Linked DNA regions of Bos taurus: region 1 is linked to region 2. A link is a contact called in public Hi-C data. All regions are on one chromosome and are shown on one strand. The core of a region is the stretch at or near the end of the contact, and the rest is flanking DNA. Distances in the headings are between cores, read along the strand shown. Region 1 overlaps KSR1 (kinase suppressor of ras 1). Region 2 has its middle 43 kb from the start of WSB1.

Region 1 (4,706 bases), core at 945-3,444, 200 kb before region 2:
TGAATTTGTTACAATATTGCTTTAGTATTGTAACATTTATTTTTAATTGGAGGGTCATTGCTTTACAATGTTGTGTTGGTTTCTGCCATAAAACAACGTGCATCAGCCGTAAGTGTGCATATGTCCCCTCCTTCTTGAGCCTGCCTCCTACTCCCACTGCATCTCTTCCCTCTAGGTTGTCACAGAGCATCCGGCTGAGCTCCCTGTATTGTACAGCAACTTCCCATTAGCTATCTATTTCACATATGGCAGTGTATATATGTCGGAGAAGGCGATGGCACCCTACTCCAGTACTCTTGCCTGGAAAATCCCATGGGCGGAGGAGCCTGGTAGGCTGCAGTCCATGGGGTCGCTAAGAGTCAGACACGACTGAGCGACTTCACTTTCACTTTTCACTTTCCTGCATTGGAGAAGGAAATGGCAAGCCACTCCAGTGTTCTTGCCTGGAGAATCCCAGGGACGGGGGAGCCTGGTGGGCTGCCGTCTGTGGGGTCGCACAGAGCAGGACACGACTGAAGCGACTCAGCAGCAGCAGCAGCAGTGTATATATGTCAGTGATACTCTCTCAGTTGGTCCCACCCTCTCCTTCCCCCGCTATGTCCACAAGTCTGTTTTCTATGCGTCTCCACTCCTGCCCTGCAAATAGGTTCATCAGGACCATTTTTCTCGACCCCATACATATGCATTAATAGACAATATCTGGTTTTCTCTTTCTGACTTACTTCACTCTGTGTAACAGGCTTTGTCTTTTTGGCCCTGAGGCACGTGGGATCTGGTGTCGAACTCGCACCTGCTGCAGTGGAAGGCGAAGTGCTAACCCCTGGACAGTCAGGGAAGTAGGTCTCTACATGAAAACGCCCTCAGGGGCATGCAAATCACCAGGCCCCCAGGGAAAGGGGAGGGGGCGGGGCCGGGCTACCTGGTGATGATGGCCAGGTGGGGCGGGTTCATGCAGGCCCCCATGAAGAGCACCACGTTCTCGTGCCGCGTCTGCCGGTAGTTCATCACCTCCTTCTTGAACAGCTTCAGATGGTCCTGATTGTGGCCGTCCATCTCCAGCAGGCGGATGGCCACCTCGCCGTGCCAGCGGCCGCGGTGCACCCGGCCCCAGCGGCCCTGCCCGATGGGCTCGCCCAGCTCCACCTGCTCGAAGGGGATGTCCCACTCCTGCAGGTACACGCTGGTCTGGCTGGCCTTGCGCGAGATGGGGCCCCGCCAGGGCCGGCGGGAGGTCGGCAGGTCATCCACCTCGTCCTCATCGTCTTCGGCCTCTGACTTGCCGGCCTCAGGCTCCTCGGCCTGGAAGGAGAGGAGGACGGAATAGAAGGGGCGGCAGGCCTGGGGCCAGGTGACTTCCCTCCCTCAAGACCCCCACCAAGTCAGGGAGCAGAGGGGTCTGGGGTCAGGAGGCCTGGGCTCTAGTCACAGCTCTGTGCAGACCTCATGTGCGAAGTGGACGGGTCAGTCAGCACCACACGGTCCTAAGGTCCTAATCCACAAACTACGGATCGTGGGCCTTCTTCCCGCCAATGTTCCAAGACATTGCTCCTAGGAGCAATACCTAATCGCTGGGGAAGAACACTAACACCCTTTCTGGATATGCTTTTAGTTTTTAAAAAATATTTATTCACTTTATTTGCCTGCACCAGGTCTTAGTTGCAGCATGTGGGATCTTTTTTTCTGTTCTTAGTTACAGCATGCAGGAGTTTTAGTTGTAACATGAGCACTTGGTTGCTGCATGAGGGATCTAGTCCCCTGACCAGAGATCAACCCTGGGCCCCCTGAATTGGGAGTGCAGAGTCTTAGCCACTGGAAAACCAGGAAAGTCCTAGGCTTTTGTTTAAACACAGAGTCTGAGACTCTCCTCTGTGTGCTGTGTTGTGCTTAGTCGCTCAGTCTTGTCTGACTCTTTGGGACCCCATGGGCTGGGGCCCGCTAGGCTCCTTTGCCCATGGAATTTTCCAGCATTTTCTACTGCATAGGATCTTCCCGACCCAGGATCAAACCCATGTCACTTGCATCTCCTGCTTTGGCAGGTGGAGTCTTTCCCACTAGCACCCCTGGGAAGCCTGTGACTCCTCTGGGCAAGAGGAAATCAGTCTGCTGAGGCTCATAAGCCACCACACTTGCCAGGCTCGGGTGACACTGGTTCAAAGGTCAAAGCAGCAGTCCTTGGCCCCAGCTACAATCAAAATCACCCAGGAATATTTGATAACATCCAACTGCCTGGCCCCACCCCAGACTGAGGGAAAGTCTCCTGGGCTGGGGCCCAGGCCTCTCGGCTGGAGGTGGAAACCACAGGAATAAAGAGCTAACTTTAGCCTCAAAAAACAGAAAAGCAAAAGGAAGCTTGCTTCGTGGCACCCCTCACTGCTCTCGCTGCCTTGCACACTGCCCGCGTCTGGTGCAGCAGGTGGGCACCTGGGATAGCCCCCACCAGAGCCGGGTGCCCACACACTCCCAGACACCTCCACGCACTGAGCCGGGGAGAGAGGAAAGAGATGCCCCGTCTACGGCTCACGGGTTACCATCACTCACCTCCACTTCATGATCTTCCAACACATCTGCTTTTGGCTGGTCGTCAAGCCTAAGAGTAAAGCAGGGTTTGTCAAGGAGACCCCAAGGCTGGGCCACTCAGCTCCCAGCTGGGCAGGGGACTCCCCACGCGAGGTCTGAGAAAGGGGTGCCAGGCCTGGACCCTTCCTTTGACCCACTTGGTCACGGGGAAGGCGGTCTGGATGCTGTGGAAACACACAGCAGGCCGAAGGCCAGACCCCACTTCCCTTCTCCGGCCTTGGCCTTCCCCAGGCTGAACTTGAGGGTGGTGGGGGCTGAAGGGTGGACAGTGACCATCAGGGACCTTTCAAATCTGACAACTAGTATGGGGTTCCGAGCACGGGCACAGGATTTGGAATTCTACTTCAGGACTGCTTCCGTTACTCCCTAGCTGTGTGACTTAATGCAATTTCTTAACCTCTCTGAGCTGATCCCCTTATCTGGATGTCAAGGATGACACCTACTTTACACCTGGCCGAGAACTCGACCAAACAAGGTGAGTTAGGTGCTCGGCGTGGCCTGACCGAGAAAGGGCTCCTTGACGCCCAAGGAGCATCATGAACAGGAGCTGAATTATTAGGTTTCTCTAAGGCTGGGCGCCTTCGCCCAGCCCTCCTGGGTCTCTAGACAGCTCCATTGCACAGGCAGCCCCACCCCACGCTGACTGCGGTGATAGGAGGCAAATAAAACCCTGTGGCTGAGTTAACTGGATCACAGGGAGAATTAGCCCAAGGAGTGCTCCATCTGGCTGCCCAAGTCCATGGTAAGGTCTGAAATTAGAGGGTCAGAGATTTAAATGTGGAGGTAGAACATGGTCCTGCTATAGAGCTCAGGGAACTCTGCTCAGGGTTATGTGGCAGCCTGGATGGGAGGGGAGTTTGGGGCGCGGAGAATGGATAAACGCAATATGTATGGCTGAGTCCCATCGCTGTCCACCTGAAACTATCACAACACTGTTCATCGTCCATACTCCAATATAAAATAAAATGTTAAAAACAGTATTAATAAAGGTAGATGAAGGAGGTGGTCAGGGATGTGGGTCCAGCTTTAACAAGTCCCCAAGGAAGAAAAAGCGCCTACCGGGAACTGTCCGCTCCATCGGTGAACGGCGCTGCCTGTGGAAATGCCGAAATGTCTGGAGGAAACGGAAAAAAAATACGAGGCATGAGACCCGTTCCCACTACCCCCAGAGACACAGGGCAGAGGTGCTTCCCCAGCGGCCCCTGCATGGGTCGCACGCGGGCTCTCAGGGCCACTTCCATGTGCTTTCCCTAAATCAGAGCGCAGACGCAGCCTCCGCGGCACTTGGTTTTCCCACACGGCTCTGCCCTGGGCAGGGACTCCAGGCGGGGTGGAAGCTGAGACTTCTCAGTTGCCACCATCGCCCTGAGGCCCCCTACAAGCAAGTGGTAAAAGCAACTGGGCCCCTATTGACTGGACCTGTGGGCTGGACCCTCCTCCTCGCCTCTGAGGCAGGGGCTGCTGGCTGCAACAACCCTTGACTGTGGCAAGACCCTTGGGCCAGAAGAGGCCAAAAGCCAGACTCACAGGTGGCTCGTTAGCGACACCGGGTGCCTGGCACGGATGCCGGGCACTTCGGATGGGAGCCAGAGGCCCCATCACCTCAGCTTCCAGCTTTGGTGGCTGGTGGAGCAGCACTCTGCGGAGACAGAAATGCACAGTCCACGCATCAGGGACCCTGGGATCAAGAAGTTGGCACTGACGCCTGAGTCGGTGGCTTTCCCAGTTTCAGCACCAAAAGCCCCCCATCCGGGGAATACTGGACAGATGGTCACCCCAGGGTGGAGCCAATGTGGCACAGGCCAACTCTCCCCCCTCCCCATGGCTGCTCCTGCTGCTGGCTGCTTTCTGTTCTCTCTGGTCCCTTCTCAACGTGCTCAGAGAGGCTGGCTGCCTCAGGGCTGGGTGGGCCCCTCACCCCCTTTTGCAGCAAAAGAAGAGATTGGAGGTGGCGGTGGTTGGAGCTAATCAGGGCCTCTCCCTGTCTGCTGGAACAAAGAGAATTCCCATCAGCCAGCAAATCTCCCTCACCTCCCTCTGCGCTCTCCGCAAGGCTATTCCTGAAGCTTTCTCAACATCTCTGCCTGCGTGTTCAGTCGTGTCTAACTCTTTGCGACCTCATGCACTGC
Region 2 (4,736 bases), core at 940-3,439:
AATCAAAGAATGTCTATAGGACCTACTAGCAGGTGGGAATCCCTTTCCCACTGTCTTCTTATTAAAAGGGAATAAACTGGGATTGGAGAAGTCAAGGGCGATGCCCAAGGACAGTTGTGTTCCAGTGACATTCACTGTTCAAGAGCTTTCAGATACAGAAGGAAAAAGTGAAAGGCACCTATTCGACCTTTCAATATTCAACATCTTTTTCAAGAATGTGCTTGTCTCTCCCCAGGAGGGCACAGCCTGGCCCCTGAACTACAGTAAATCAGAGAGAAGGGATGCTCTTTAAGCTCTTACGGTATACCACCAGGCACACATCATCTTGCAACAATTCTAAACAAATATCTTCATTCTCCTTTTACAGCTGGAGAGCTTGAGGTTCAGAGCATCAGGATTTGCTGAGGAAGTGGTAGATATGGGATATGAATTCAGACTACAAGTCACTGTCTCATGAGGGGGCAGCTGAGCCATCACATGGGATGGTGGGGTTAGGTCAGAGCTTCCTCTCAGGAGGAAGTGTAGACCAGCCAAGAACATGTCCCCAGAATGCTTGGGAGCAAACTCCATTCCCCTGAGCCGCTGCTCTCAAGACATCATGGCGGCAGACCCAGGAATGGGGGTCTTAATAATGCACTTAGCTTCGCTGTTTGTCCCTCAGAGCAACAGCCTTGAGGTACATTTAGCCCGAACTCGCATCCTGAAGTGTGCATTCGTGCAGTGCACATGTGCAGGCTCAGTCATGTCCTACTCTTTGCGACCCCATGGACTGTAGCCCGCCAGGCTTGTCTATCTGTGGGCTTTCCTGGGTAAGAATACTGGAGCAGGTTGCCATTTCCTCCTCCAAAGGATCTTCCCCACCCAGGGATCGAACTCTTGTCTCCTGCATTGGCAGGTGGATTCTTTACCACTGAGCCACCTGGAAAGCCCTCATCCTGAGGTAAACCCCTATTTATGCCACCCCCTAGGATGGTAGTCCAGTGCCTGCTTGAACACTTCCAGGGACAGCAAGCTTACTCCCCACTAGCTGTGTTAGCTCAAGCCCTACTAGCCTCTGATAGAAGGCTATTTCTACCAGTCCACTGATAGAAATAGGGCCACACACAACAGGAATGGGCTTTTAATGGCTCTGTCCCCAGCAGCTGCTGCAGACTTTCTGGCAATGCCCTACAGGTGCCTCACCAGTGCCCCACCTTGGGAGGTACGCTTCCCAAAACTCAACCACCCTCTTTAAAAACGCTGACTTTACCTAGAGGTGAAGAATCTGCCTGCCAGTGCAGGAGATGCAAGAGACTCAAGTTTGATCTGTGGGTCAGGAAGAACCCTAGGCGAGGAACATCCCCTGGAGTAGAAAATGGCAACCCACTCCAGTATTCTTGCCTGGAAAATTCCACGAATAGAGGAGCCTGGCGGGCTACAGTCCAGGGGATCACAAAGAGTCAGACAGGACTGAGCATGCGTGCTTTAAAAACAACAAATGTTCCATATCCATAGGAGATACGAGGCCACCACACTGTCACAAAATCACTGATCAACATGCTTCCCAGGTGAAGCCCCAGCTGCCCTCAGTTCCTGCTGCTTCCGGGGGTGACCCTGTTTCAGGGCCCGCAAATGATTAGAATCTTGGAACTACTAACTGTCTGCAAACTTTGCACTGGAAACACCATGGGGTTGGGGTGGGGAACGAAGAGGGTAAAATTAGCACCTGTGGGTCTGTGGGAAAGAAGGAGAAGGCAAGAGAAGGGGACGACAGAGGATGAGATGTTGGATGGCATCACCGATTCAACGTACATGAGTTTGAGCAAGCTCCAGGGAGATGGTGAAAGACAAGTAAGCCCGGCGTGCCGCAGTCCATGGGGTCTCAAAGAGTCGGACAAGACTGAGCGACTGAATAACAACTGTGGGAAAACCACCCGCCTGGGGGGCCGAGAGTGCTTGCTTCCAGTCCCTGGCTTCCCAGGATGGGCTGCTATGCCTTGGTAAACGCACAGCCCCACCTCCCGCAGGTCCCAGTTTCCCTGTCCAGGCCCGTCAGGGTGGGTCCTGGCTGCCGAGGGACGCTCTGCGGGCTCGGGCGCCCCCTGCTGGCCGAAAAGCGCCGTGCGGCGCCCGGGATCTAAGCGGGCGGGGAAGGGGCCGGTCACAGGCTGGACCCGCTCAACTGGGCTCGGGATTACGTCACTGGGAAGAAAGGAAATGAGTCATCGCTCCCCTGAGCCCTGGGGCGGTCGGGGAGAGAGCGAAGTCGCAGCCACAGGAACCCAGGACAATGGCAGGAAGTGAGAGGAATGTGAGCTTGGCTGCAGCCCCTCGGGCCCCCTCCACCACCCCTGACCCTGGACCCCGCAGGGGGCAGCCGACCGGAGAGGAGGGATGGCTGGGAGCCGGAGAGGCCCGATGGAGGCAGCCAGGTGGGGTGAGCATGAGTTGTCTGGAGGACAGCGCGGGGGCAGAGCCAAACCCAGGGCTCCCAACCCTGAAGAACAGCCGACGTCATCTTTGCATCAGCCTAGCTAGACCCTCGGTGGCTCCTCATTGGCCCTGGAACAGTGCTCAGACTTGACTTTCGGTCCGAATAATCCCAGGGGCTTGTTAATAGCCAGATCCCCGATCCCCACCCCAAAGTAGGTCAGAGAGGGGCAACAGGGTGCATTTTTAACTCCTAGCATGTGATGCTGAGGCAGGGGTCCTGGGACTACTCCTTGAGAAGCTCCCATCTTAGACTAGAGTCCAAGCCACTTGGCTGAGCTACTGTGCTGTGGTTCCTTCAACCTCATCTCTCCCTACTTCCTATTCCCTATACACATGTTCTAGCAAGAGTCCACTACTTATTGCCGTTTATTTCCTCTGCGTGTTACACGGGCTGTTTCCTCTGACCGAAACACCTTCCTTTCCCTCCACTGCTGCCCAAATGGACAGACTTCTTACCAATCCTTTAAAATCTTCTCCATGGACACCCCTAGGGGTCCAGTGGTTAAGAATCCGCCTGCCAATGCAGGAGACATGGGTTTGATCCCTGGTCTGGGAAGATTACACATGTCACCCGGCAACTAAGGCCATGTGCCACAACCACTGGAGCCCACGGGTCTTAGAGCCCCCACTCCACGACAATGAGAAGCCCGAGTACCGCAGCGAGACAGCAACCGCCATTCACTGCAACCAGAGAACGTCTGCACGCAGCAAGTAAGACCCAGGGCAGCCAAAAATAAATTAATAAAAAAAAAAATCTTCCCCATGGTGTATGTACATCAAAGGGCTCAAGTAACTGTGAAAAGCTAGCCCACAGAACAAAAGAAAATATTTGCAAACTCTATACGTCATAAGGGGTTGATATCCAGAATATAGATATCCTAAGAATCAACAACAACAAAAAAACACACACAATACCATTTTAAAATGAGCGAAGGACTTAAACAGAGATTTCCCCAAAGATAAAGGAATGGCCAATAAACACAAGAAAAGTTGCTCTATATCACTAATACTTAAAGACAAATCAAAACCACAATGAGATACCAGTTCATCCATTAGGATGGCTATTCTCAAAAAACAAACAAAAAACCGAGAAGCACTGAAAAGGCTGTGGAGAAATTGGAACTTGTGCGCTGTCGGTGGAAATGTACGATTGATTGTATGGCTGCTGTCAACAACAATATGGTGATGTTTGCCACATCATGGATGGACCTAGAGACTGTCGTACTGAGTGAAGTAAGTCAGACAAAGAAAGACAAATATCGTACGATATCCTTTTTTTTCCCTTTGGCTGCGCTGGATCTACATTGCTGCGAGGGCTTTCTTTTTTCTAGTTGCAGAGAGAGGGGTATGGGGGCTTCTCATTGCGGTGGCGTCTCGTTTCGGAGCACAGACCCTAGGGCACGTGGGCTCAGTACTTGCGGTTTCTGGGCCCTAGGTTACAGGCTCTGTAGTTGTGGCCCACGGGCTTAGTTGCTCCGAGACATGCGGGATCTTCCTGGACCAGGGATCCATCCCCTGTCTCCTGCATTGTCAGGCGGAAGCTTTACCTCTGAGCTATACCAGTGAAACTCCCATATGATATCCTTTATATGCGGAATCTAAAAAGAAATGATACAAATGAATTATTTACAACACAGAAACAGACTCACAAATTTAGAGAACAAAATTATGATTGCCAGTAGGGAAGGATGGGGGAAGGGATAGTTGGGGAGTTTGGGATGGACATGTACACACTGCTATATTTAAAATGAATGACCAACAAGGAGCTACTGTATAGCACAGAGAACTCTGCTCGATGTTATTTGGCAGCCTGGATGGGATTATGTATGAGTGAGTCTCTTTGCTGTACACCTGAAAATATCACAGCATTGTTAATCTGCTATGCTGCTGCTGCTAAGTCGCTTCAGTCGTGTCTGACTCTATGCGACCCCATAGCAGCCCACCAGGCTCCCCCGTCCCTGGGATTCTCCAGGCAAGAACGCTGGCGTGGGTTGCCATTTCTTTCTCCAATGCATGCAAGTGAAAAGTGAAAGTGAAGTCACTCAGTCGTGTCCGACTCTTCGCGACCCCATGGACTGCAGCCTACCAGGCTCCTCCGTCCATGGGATTTTCCAGGCAAGAGTACTGGAGTGGGGTGCCATTGCCTTCTCCAGTTAATCTGCTATACTCCAATATAAAATTAAAAGTTTGAAAAGAAAAAACCAGTATGGTAGTTCCTCAAAATGAAGAATATGATCCAGCAATTCTGCTTTCTGGGTGTGTAC

Evidence for each region. Hi-C and Micro-C count contacts between places; a contact is called where the count stands out from the background.
Region 1: a Hi-C map of liver shows a contact between it and region 2, with 7 times the contacts expected there. The contact joins two enhancer-like sites. A contact is called at or near these places in 2 of 11 Hi-C or Micro-C datasets (liver and skeletal muscle).

The regions. Positions count from the first base shown.
Region 1 is chr19:19,227,804-19,232,509 of ARS-UCD2.0, reverse strand. It overlaps KSR1 (kinase suppressor of ras 1), which reads right to left. Exons shown (of 21, transcript XM_010815796.4): 12 at 3,637-3,691; 13 at 2,539-2,587; 14 at 920-1,299. Among named protein-coding and RNA genes, the nearest start is that of TRNAR-CCU, 30 kb to the right of the region's middle. Within about 2 kb of position 2,194, at least 7 of the 102 cell types and tissues checked have an H3K27ac peak or open chromatin away from gene starts, as enhancers often do. A contact at or near this core is called in liver, where this site is marked.
Region 2 is chr19:19,030,169-19,034,904 of ARS-UCD2.0, reverse strand. No RefSeq gene overlaps it. Among named protein-coding and RNA genes, the nearest start is that of WSB1, 43 kb to the right of the region's middle. Within about 2 kb of position 2,189, at least 94 of the 102 cell types and tissues checked have an H3K27ac peak or open chromatin away from gene starts, as enhancers often do. A contact at or near this core is called in liver, where this site is marked.